Linked DNA regions of Mus musculus: region 2 is linked to region 1. Evidence: chromatin contacts called from public Hi-C data. All regions are on one chromosome and are shown on one strand. The core of a region is the stretch at or near the end of the contact, and the rest is flanking DNA. Distances in the headings are between cores, read along the strand shown. Region 1 holds the start of Stxbp5l (syntaxin binding protein 5-like). Region 2 has its middle 38 kb from the start of Stxbp5l.

Region 1 (5,826 bases), core at 579-3,078:
GTCTCTTTGCTGAACTGGAATATCTTCTTCCTTCACTTTTACCAAAAGGCCAGACCTCCACATGCTGTGGGCTTGTTTTCATATTGACCCTTAAGTAGGTAGGTCAAATTTTGCTGAAGCAAAGAAAGCATTCTAAATCCATCACTCTATTTAATAATGGTTAACTCACCAAATCGCCTCCTTTCAAAGAAAAGCTAGACGTAAAAAGAGGAAGAAAATCTTTTAGCTCTCATTAACTCCGATGTTTGGAAATGAACAATGGGCCAGAAAGGAAAAAAAAAAAAAAAAAAAAGGCAACAGGAGACAGCAAAAGACAGGTATTGTTAGGTATCTGATATAGGATTTAGAAGCACTTCAAGATCCAGTTTATAACACATATGAAATTTGTTTCCATACTTATTTTTCACTCCTCCCAAGCATGATAAGTTAGATATCATCTCATAAATCTTTATCTTATAGCCAGTAACTAATCCATTGTCTAAAGCCCTTTGAATGCTCTTTCTAAGAGAAATACTGTGCCAGGTACTAAATTAACTAGAAGCACAAAGTTCTACTCCTTAATGGTTATTAAGAAAATCACTATCTGGGTTTGACCGTGAAAGTGTGAGAGGGTTACAAAAAGAAGTGCTGCAAGTGTTAAGGAGTAGAACATTCAAAATGAGAATGTGAATACCGAGCTGAGTTTCCGAAAATCTGAGCGCGATTTGATCGCCATGGTTTCTTTGCTATTTGCCTGAGTAATTCATAAGGCATTCAAGTCTTCCCTTTCTCCCCTCTCATCTCTGACAGAGAAAGGGATGGGTCTGGAAGTGGTGTTTCATACCTAAGATGTAGGACAGTAAATATTTGGGACGATTTCTAATGATCCCTGTTGCTTAGATTAAAGTGTACAGTTAGTTATGGACCTTGAGCCTTTTACCAAAAGCCAGTCAGGGCTCAGAACTACATCACCTTCTTCACAATGGTGCGATGTTTCTTTTTCCTGTATGGAATAGAGTATTTTCCAAAATGATTCAAATGAGAAAAAAGCTTAAGATGCATCTTGTCATGATTTGAGAGAAATGTTTCCTCAAAAATTTAATTTGTCTATGTGGAGAAGGGGAACGCTGGTCTATTTCCATAGGCTGTATAAAGTAGGCAAATCATTTCCTTAAGATTTGGAAGCCAACATTTCCACCGAAAACCAATTCATTTTGGTACAGATGACTTAATGGAGAGAACTAACAGTTTGTAGGGATTATTTACAAATCTACGTTCAACGCATATAGCAGGGCAGCGAGATCGTCTATTAGATGCACCTGGCCCTGGTGAGCAGAAATAGATTCAAGGGGTGCTGGGGGGTGGGGGAAGGCTGCAAAATAAGCCCGGTCCAAAAGCCGGGTCCACAATACAGTCCAGAGCACGACCTAAGGTAACCCTTTCTGCAGCCTGGGACTCCCGGAGCGCAAGTTCTCAAGCTTGCAAGCATTCTATTGATTCACACTTGCGTCCTTCAACAGGTAGCACCAATTACAGCCCCCAAAGCACGGCGCCAAGGCATACTGGCTAGTATGGCTGTCAATCAAATACATCACCTACTTTCCTAAATGATCCCCTCCTCCTGTCACTGGCTTTTTCTCTGACCTATCCCCAAACTTCTTTCCTGCCTGGAATCCCTAAGACTTAGGTCAGTGGAGCTTGTGATTGGCGAGAGGATGTCCCGCCCCCCTGGTGCCCAGAGTGCCCCGCCCCCGGCGCGAGAGTCTGGGAGGGAGGAGGGTGCGGGCCGACTGGGGCGGGGCCTACCTCCCACGGCGGGGGCGGAGCCTGAGACAGACCCGCCCGCTCGGTTAGGACCTCGGAGAGCGCCAGGCACCAGGACCAGAGGGACCCGAGAAGCGGCCGGATCCGGGCTGGACCTTCGCCCGCCTGTGAGCCTGCAGCCTCCGCGCCCTCCGCCTCACGGGCTGGCCGGCGGCTAGTGGCGTCTGAGGAAGGTGCTAAGTCTGGGGTCCCCAGGGACACCCGTGCTGTCCCATCGCGGCTTGCCCTCACACCTGTGCGCACGCCTGTGTGTGTGTGTGTGTGTGTGTGTGTGTGTGTGTGTGTGTGTGTGTGTGTGTGCCTGTGCAAGAGGGAGAGCGCGCCCGCGCAGCTGTCTGAGGTGCGTGTGGCTTCCCGGCTGTCTGTGAGGGCTCCAGGGCTCGTAGCCCGCGGTGGTAGCCTCAGCGCCCTGCTTGGCTGGGAGGGAGCGAGAGAGCCAGCTCTGCGCGCCCCGCAGGCTGAGGCGGGACTCGGGCCGCAGGCGTCACCGCCTCACATCCCCCGGAGAGCCGCTGCTGTGCAGAGGGGGAGCCGGGCGGGGAGGGGACACGGGAGACCAGAGGCGGGAGAGGGGCAGAAGAGAGGAGCTGGGGACAGGTGGAGGCAGGCGGTCCCCGCTCGCCCCTCCCGTCGGCTGTGGCCGTGAGTCACCGCAGATGTTTTGGGGTCTAGGTTTTTGGGTATATGGGATGGAAAAAAGCCATTTTTTTTCCTGTCCCCTAGTTTCTATTGAGAAAAAGGAAGCTTTGAAGATGATGGGATTGTGTGGGGGGGAGCCCCAAACATGGTGGAAGAGTAAATACTGGTTCCCCTACAACATCGTTTTTTCCGATAATAAAAATTTATGAGTTGACCCTGAAGAAGGAAAGCCCCCCTTTCAGAACAGTCCATAGGGTCTTGGTCTGTTGGGCTCTGGTTTGATTGTATAATAATGATGATATAATGCTAATGACGATGATGACACGGCCTTTTATTTTTACCCCAGTGCTGATAAAGCATAGCTACAGCTGGGGATAAAGCCCTTGAAAATCTGAATGTGCGAAGGAAGGAATACTGTTGCTCTTGGAGTTGTGTTCTCTTTATCTTATAAAGATATCCCTTTTAAAGTTAAAATTTGAGGACATGAAGCCCGAACCCCTCTTCCCCGTCGATTACATCCAATGCTCATAAAATGGGGACTAGCTACTCCTGCCTTGACTAATGAAAAGATAGAGGCTTTTGCCCCGTAAAATTCCATGTTTGTGACCACTTCTCTTTTCCTTTTAATTTTTCGACAGTGTTTAAAATGAAGAAGTTTAATTTCCGAAAAGTTTTGGATGGCTTAACTGCCTCTTCCCCTGGCAGTGGTAGCAGCAGTGGCAGTAACAGTGGTGGGGCTGGAAGTGGCTCTGTCCATCCAGGAGGGACTGCAGGGCTTCCGAGAGAGGAAATTCAGGAAAGCCTGACTTCAGACTATTTCCAGATTTGCAAGGTAAGTTTTGAATTGGCTTTAGGGCCTGTTATATTTCTACTTTACTGTTGTGAAGAAACAAGGAGACACACACACACACACACATACATTTGCAGGGCTGGAAATTGTTGAGACGTCAGTATCAAAGAGCCTAGTACTAAGTTGATTTGAATGAATAAAAACACTTTAGATATTAACTTTGGCATCGGTTTATAAGCAACAATGGTATTTTAAAGAGAAGGAAAAGACACACAAAAAGTAGTATTTCCAAGGTGTTAAAGCCAAATAAGTGGACAAAATACGTTTGTGTATACGTACTAAACTGAAGGAGAAATGACAGCCATTTGGCTTCCTGGGTTTTCATTCTGAGAAACTGTTATTCCTTTTCTCTGTCTAGTTGTAAAATGAATAAGGCTCTCAACATGTTGCTAGAATTAAGTAGATAATAGATTAATGTGCCCAGTGACAGTGTTCTAAAATTCTAGATATTAGAAAAAAAGGGATCTTAGACCCTTGATAAGCATACAAATCCTATGGGCTCAATTCTTGTGAGAACTCAGAATTCCCAGAAAAGCAAAGCAACGTGTTCTGATTCAGAGGAAAACATTTAGGCCATTATACTTTGATTTTGAGCTTCCAATGAACAAGCAGAATTTTGGACAGGGAAAGAAGATGAGAAATAGTAAAAAAAAAAAAATGTAACATTGCTATATAAAGATATTATAGTATTACTTTATGAGATGGTATATTTTCTTCATTGCTCTTTTTGGGTGTTACCTTTCAGTGTAATTTTGATATGACTTATATGAGAAAAAAAACCACCTTTAAGTCATTTGTATGATATAAATGAATATAGTTTTATAAATGTGATTGAATACATAATATAAATACATAATAAGAAAAATCAGGTTAAGTTTCAGTCATTGTCTCAGCTCTTCCTAGAAAGTTTATTATAAAAACATCAAATCTATAGTTATTAGTTTACTTAAGGCCCAAGTTTATTTAGAATTAAATAGATTTAATCAATTGTGTGAAATTTGAATACAATATGAAGTAATAGATATTATATCAGTTAAGGAAGAACTTAATAGCGGTTCTGAAACAAATATGTGAAAGAGCCCTGGAAGCCAAATTTGAATTGCTACACAGGAGAATCATGTCTTGATTATTTATTTCTATTTCCTTTCCCATATTCTGAAAAAAAATCCTAATACCCTCAAGTAATGAACGTGATAGTGATGCAGGAGAATTTTATTTCAGATAAAATTAGTATAGAGCAGGTAGACTCAAACCAGATGGATGATGAACAGTAGAGGCTGTAAAGCAAGTAGAGAAATTTTTAAATGAAATAAATTCAGAGGTATGTATGTGTAAATGCTGGAAATAAAGTGCAGCACACGGTTACCTCCAAGTTTCTTAAGAAAAGAGTGGTCATGACAAGTGGCAGAAGTTAAGTATGGTCTATGTCTGATACATATGGCATGGTAGGAAGGACAATGGCCTATGAATAAGTTTTTTTTTTTAAACATTTTAAGCCCTGCCATTTGCCAGCCATATTATCACGGGCAAGATATGTTTTTCTTCTTGGAACCTTGTTTCCTGCATTTGCAGTATGAGAATAAATATTTCTATTTTCCTTATATGAAAGAAAGCTTATTAGAATTTGAGAAGACAAGACGGTGAAGAGAATACACAGGGTGAGAGGGGTGATAAAATATTTATATTTTTGAAGTTGAAAAGATACCTTGTTTGTTGTAGAACAAATATAGCCATTATAATATACTTTATATTTAGGGTAATAAGTTTCAAATAAACTATGAGGTTAGACAGTTGTATTAGCTATGCAGTAATTGTACTGCAGTCACACCAAGTATGGAAAACACAATAGTATATTTGACTAGGACTACAGTTAATTTAAAAAGTGATTATGTAACTATATTATAGGTAGCATAGTCTATAATGGATATATAAAGTAGATTAAGGAAAAAGCAAAATTAGAGCTGTCATTGGGATGAGGACTTCTTTTAGGCTTACTGATCAAGTGTGCAGAGAAGATTCTTTTGTGAATGATAAGACATCAGCACCTTCTGGACACTTTTATCTTTTTATTGTGGCTAAAACTGAAGTGTAAATCCAGATTCTGTTCCCCACCAAGCCTCCCTCGACCATCTGAATCCTCAGATCCTATTTGCTCTGTGTTTCTGAATTTTGTGCCATTTCCCATCCCCGGTACTCATTCCTTGCATCTTACTTTCTTGATTTGTGTCTTGAAAATACATTCTGATCTATCCTCACTTCATATTTTACCTTATTATACTTCATTTTGTTGTAATAATGTGATTACCCGAATGCAATGTGATTTGTTTGGCAGGAATTCTATGTTAGTTTCCAGAGAGCAGTAGTTCTCTAGAAACAAAAGTCTTTTGTTATACTCCAGTAAAATCAATTAAGACAAATAAATGTGATGTTTTATTAACTTAAGTTTATTTGATGAATTATAACAAGCTGTACTGCCAATCAATACTTTTTTTTTAAATTTTGTGTTTTGTGTAATACTCTTAGGCAGGTATAGG
Region 2 (5,956 bases), core at 1,529-4,028, 38 kb before region 1:
CACAAAGAATCAATAAACAAATTGACCAAGCACTTGAAAGAAGGTGTTTGTCACAAGGTTAAGTCACTAAATGATAATCATCTGACCTGTCCCTGAGTTCATCACTGGGTGCCTCTTTCTCCCACATGCAGGTTTTGTGTCTTCCCTGAGTCTTAGAAGGTGTCCAGCTGGATTAGCTGACTTGGTATCAAGTCACATTTGTCCTTGGTTGCTGTCTAACCCTGGTGTTCTATCTTACATCTCATTTCCTGCACAGAGTATTGGCAGAGCTCCCTGACAGTGTCTCCAGATTTCATGTTCTTGAAAGTTTAAGTAGGAGTTTCTCAGAGATGATATAACGAAGTGCCAGAAATTGTGTGCCTTGAACAACAGAAATCAATGAACTCAGGATTCTGGAGGCTGAGAGCTCAAGAATCAGATGTCACCAGGCCTGGTTCCCCCTGAAGGCTGTGAGGATCTGTTCCCTGCTTCTTTTCCACCCTCTGAGGTACTTCCAATGTTTGATATTCTTTGACCTGTACAGGTATCACTCTGATTGTCTTCAGTGTAACAGGCATTCCAACCTGTGCCCAAGTGCCCCCACTATGGCATTCTTTTTATAGAGGCATCAGTAATATTGGAGTAGGGGCTCATACTTCTACATTATGATCTTAAGTGCTCTGCAGAGACAATGTTTCAAATATTAAGATTATATCTGAGATACTGGAGGTTCAGATGTGAGAATATATATATATATATATATATATATATATATGGGTGTGTGTATGTATGTATGTATGTATGTATGTATGTATGTATGTGTGTGTCTGTGTGTGTATGTGTCTGTGTGTGTCTGTGTCTGTGTGTATGTGTTTATATGTGAGTGTGTATGTCTGTGCATGTGTATATGCTTGTGTGTGTCTATGTGTTAGTCTCTGTGTGCGTATGTGTGTGTGAGAGAGAGAGAATGAGAGAGAAAGAGAGAGAGAGAGAATGAGAGAGAGAGACTCAATTTATAACTGCTTATTAATTCCCCACCCCAACATTCCTTTGGAAGACTGGATACATTTTTGTTCTTGTTATTTTGCTTTGTTTTAACCTGGTATTTGAGTGTGTTGCATGTTGCCACAGAGTCTTTAGAAGCAGAAGATGGAGGCCAAAGAAGATTAAAGTAATGCAGAATCTAAGGGAAGCTATGTCATAGGCTTAGAAGGCGAAGAGAAGGGGAAAGTGGCCAAGAATTGTAGCTGGGAGAGGCAAGACAATGAATTTTCTCCTAGAGCTTCTAGAAAGCAATGCAACATCAACATCATTTTTTGATTTTGGTCCAGTGAGACCTATGCTGGACTTTTGAGCTATGGAATTGTAGCACAATAAATTCAAATGGTTTGCAAATGCTAATTTTGTGATCATTGTTATGATAGGAAGAGAAAACTAATATGTGTTAAAATTAAAATCTCTTGCATATGCTCTGATGTTTAGTTCCTAGGCTTGATCTATCTTGGAATGTTTTCCTAGTCTCTGATCCCAGACCTAGTCCAACTAACTATTCTGCCACTGTTTCAAACCACAGAATTGACACTCACTATATAGAGAATAATATTGTTAGAGTCATGTGGGTATTGAATCACATTGGACTACAGAATCTGATTTTGTTTTGTCCTGGTTCAATCTTTCTTAGCTTTAGTTATCTTTCCCTTATCTAAAAGAAGGGGTGATAATAAGGCTAGAGAGATGGCTCAGCAGTTCAGAACCTCTTCCAGAGGACCTGAGTTTGTTTCCTAGCATCCCAGTCAGATGGACTCTTGTAACTTAAGCTTCAAGGGATCTGATGCCCTCGTCTGGTCTTTGTGGGCACTGACATATCTTGCATATACTTACACAGGCGCGCGCGTGCACAAACACAGACACACACAAATAAATATTTAAAGAATGTAGTTCTTGTTGTGAAGATTTATGTATGATAAGAGCAGTTAATGCAGCTAACACGATGCACTATACGTGTTAGGTTTCACTGTTTGAGAGTCTTAAAACCACCACTTCATTTTTCTACTATACACTACATTAAAGAAAGGCTTACTTGGGATTCAGAGTATAAGCCAGTAATGGGATTTCAAATAGAAGAATTAGTGAGAATTTGTATCTTATAGTACTTACTGCTGACTGGATAACCATCTAGGAAAAAAAAAACCTATAAAAAAATCACAAAACCCAGACTCAATGCATATATATGTATATGTGTGTGTGTGTGTGTGTGTGTGTGTGTGTATACACACACACACACACACACACACACAGGCGCTGTGATCTGATATATATATATATACTCGGTGAGTTTAATTTTTATGATTTATGTTCTATATGTATGTGTATATATACATATGTATATGTGTGTGTGTGTGTGTGTATGTATATGCATTGTTTTTTTGTGATTTTTATTGAGTTTGGGGTGAGAGAGAACATCAGAGACAATACTCCGTATAGTGAGTTAACTGTGAGCTACTGGCTTTTCTGCAGTAGAGAATGAAAAGACATTGGCTGGATTGAACAATAATGTCTAATAAGTAATTTGAAAGCATTTGGGGAGATACATATATATGTGTCCCTTGTTCTTGAAAAGACTTTATTATTTATTACCCATCATAAAAATGTTGAAAGCCTCAAAAAGATTCCCAGAAAAATTGAAATCAGCTGAGTAGGCAGAAGGCTCTACCTCACTGCGATGGTAGCAGCAGCAGGCGCTGTGATCTGGTAGGAGGAGCCGTGGTGCTTGCTGCTGTACCTTTCCTGCTGGGAGTCTTGGGCTTCATCTGGCTGGAATCACTGACCACCTCTTGCATAGCTGCCAGGATGCTGTATGAGATGGTGACTGCCAATAGTGGCCGAGTTACGGCCAGCAGCCCAGCTGCTACTCTGCAGCCAGTCCAGGCAGCTAACTCCTATATTATCCAAAATCCTCTGGTGGACTATTTGGGGCTGTGAGGTAATGACCCCTGGCTTTAGCTAATCCCAACACTGAAAAGTTATTTTATCAGAATGAAATAGTGCATTTGTCAACTATGCGATAAAGATGGGATCTGCTCAAAATCTATTTTGAGACTCAAATTGGATTTCTAATTGTAAGAACCAAGGAGGAAAAAAAATTTAGTAAGAAGCAGGAGTGATTAGCCAATTCCTATTGCCAAAAACCTCCCAAATTGCCCCTTCCCCACCCCTCAAAAAGAGAAATCTATGAGATTAGTCCTATGGTCACATATTATAGTGCTGAAAACCAAGTGCTACAATACCTGCAGAGACAGATGGTCTTCAATAAATAATCCAGTTGAAGAGGTCAGAAACGATGTCTCGGGGTGTTGTGAGAGCCTCAATACCAGACAAAACTCTGCAGAAGGCAGAGGAACATTAGAGTAGGATGAAAGTGAGGTACCCAGAAGAAATGCATCTTTCATTCTGAGGAGGAGCCAGATGTGAAATTTAGAGGTTGAAAAATCAGTGTGTGGCACCAAAATCTATTCAGAGCATAGACATAAATGAGATTTACGAGCAGCCAAGAAAGTGCTAGTTACGCTAAGGACTCTCAGAGAGGGATGAAGAGACAGGCAAACACTATGATATCTCTCAGAACCACAAATCAGTGAAGGGTCAGGAAGACATACCACACAGTTTCTGAATCGAGGAATTAGTTTAACTTCTAATGATCAGTTTGTGGGCAATGATTGGCTAGTGGGCATTGCCTGATTTCCACAATGTCAGCCAGGATCTTCTGATGGCTATCGCAATTTCTAAAGTGGTCAGTGCTGGCCAGGTGGGCAACCGTGTGAGTCTTGGCAAACAGCATCTTGGTGATTTGATATTACAGAAACAGAATGTCTTCAGGTGGTAGGTCTCAGAACCCAATCTGGGATTCTGCCAACCGAATATGTTCAGAAATATGATGGCAATGCCTTTGCTCAGCAAGACTGTTGGCACATCTTGCTTCTTGTCTGACAAAGATGTTTTTGCTTCTTCAGCCTGGGAGAAAATTAAACTATCACTCCAAACCAAAATGTAGCCTGATTTTGGATGAGGCAGAAAAAGTTGTTTTAATTTGGGCAATTCCATAATTTTTAGAAGTCTATGGGATGAGAAAAGTACAGTATCAGGTGCCCAGAGTCACTTGGGAATTTCCTAATTCATCTTGGTTATTGACTTAGGTAATGACTTCTGCCAAATGGCCTTGGACAAGAAGTACAAGTCCCAGCATGAATTTATAATTCCAAATAGAGTATATTGTTGTGATAGGTTTTTCAGTAGGTTAGAAACACACTAACCTCATTCCAAAGATTGAAACCTTGGCGTTACATGGATTAGAAGCATCAGCTCTGGCTTACTGAGCTGAACCAGCAAGTATATTCAGCAATGTATATTGCTGAAGTGCAGATGAAAATCTGAAATATCAAAGACTGATTTTATATGCAATCCGCATATAGCCAGAAATTATATTATTTCAACTCTGTCTCCTAAATGTTATCAAGCCAGCCTCCATCCCCCTGCCTCACTGTGACGTTGCCCTCGTTCAAGGTCTACAACTTTTATGGCTGAAATGATTTCTTACACTATTTGTGTTCTTATTATCCACCAATTCTTCCACTTTCTTTTCCACATTGTTTGAATAATTGTTTCTTTTTTTATTAATTTATGCATTCACTTTACATCCCAATATCATACCTCCTCTCCTTTCAGTTCCCCCTCCCCCAGCTCTTTCCTCCAGCCCCTCTTCCCTTCTCCTCTGAGAAGGAGGAGGACTCCCCTGGTTATCACCCCATCCTGGCACATTAAGTCTCTATAGAACTAGGTGCATCCTTTCCCATTGAGTCCAGATAAGGCAGCCCCGTTAGGGAAATGGGGTCAACAGACAGGCAACAGATTCAGGGACAGCCCCTGCTCCAACTGTTGGGAGACATGCATGAAGATCAAGCTGCACACCTGCTACATATGTGTGTGTGTGTGGGGGGGGGGAGCTAGGTCCAGCCCATGTATTTCTTTAGTTGGTGGTTCAGTCTCTGGGAGCCCCTGAGGGTCCAGGTTAGTTGATTCTGTTAGTTGATAGCGACTTCTGTGGAGTCCCCTATCTTCTTCGGGTCCCTCAATCCTTCCTCCAACTTCCACAAGACTCCCATGTTTCTAAATCCCTAAGCTGGTCATTTCCTTTCTCTGGCTAAAGCCTGTAAGGGTTAGGAATATGACTCAGTGGTATGACTTGCCTGGCATTTAAAATCTCTCATGGCATGACTAATAGAGCCAACCTTTCTTAAAATGGTCTGCAGAGATATTTATGGTCTACCTGTCACTTGCTTCAGCAGCTCCAATTTTCTATTCCATCCTCACCAACCAACCTTCATCTCCTAGACACCATGTTCTCACCTGCCTCTTCATGCCCTCACCTCTGTCTGTAACCTTTTTCATCATCTCTCACTCTCTCCTCCCAGTTTTTTTTTTTTTTTTAAACTACATTCAACTCACATTTCTGGCTTGAGCACCTGTTACTCCTGTTCAACCCAATACATTTCTCTCTCCCACCCACTTCATCCTTAGCAGGTAGACTGGACCACGTTTTCTAGCTTCCACTGTGGTTAGCTATGACCATGTGAGTGGAAGTAATGTGCTTGGCTTGGTCCATTTAACACACACTCACACACACACACACACACACACACACACCCCAAACTTTTTTATTTCTTCATCTGTCCTTTGAATAGAAAGAGTTTAGAAGGCTTCAACAAGGGCAAAACACCAAGGTGGGGGCGTCAGATGCTTTCATTTGATTGTAAGCCAGTAGCCAGTGGTTTGAGGAGCTGCAGACATAGGATGCTTGTTACATGACTGACACTACTTTCCTTCAGCGCAATGAGGTCTAAGCTTAGTTACAAGTTCTTCTGGGGAAGAATGGCTTGAAAGTATCTGTCCCTTTTATTTTCCCATAAGCCCAGTGCGGGCA

What was found. A called contact is a pair of places that touch in the nucleus more often than the background predicts.
Region 2: a contact with region 1 is called in a Hi-C map of cerebellar granule neurons, with 2.1 times the contacts expected there. The contact joins the enhancer-like site here to the promoter of Stxbp5l in region 1. A contact is called at or near these places in 8 of 484 Hi-C or Micro-C datasets (the N1E-115 cell line, brain, cerebellar granule neurons and 5 more), 1 of 115 datasets of contacts at active chromatin or transcription factors (embryonic stem cells) and 3 of 9 other capture datasets (adipose tissue, liver and pancreatic islet).

The regions. Positions count from the first base shown.
Region 1 is chr16:37,380,960-37,386,785 of GRCm38.p6, reverse strand. It overlaps Stxbp5l (syntaxin binding protein 5-like), which reads left to right and starts at 1,828. Exons shown (of 28, transcript NM_172440.3): 1 at 1,828-1,976; 2 at 3,081-3,274. The coding sequence starts at 3,089.
Region 2 is chr16:37,419,958-37,425,913 of GRCm38.p6, reverse strand. No RefSeq gene overlaps it. Among named protein-coding and RNA genes, the nearest start is that of Stxbp5l, 38 kb to the right of the region's middle. Within about 2 kb of position 2,778, at least 4 of the 459 cell types and tissues checked have an H3K27ac peak or open chromatin away from gene starts, as enhancers often do. A contact at or near this core is called in cerebellar granule neurons and cerebellum, where this site is marked.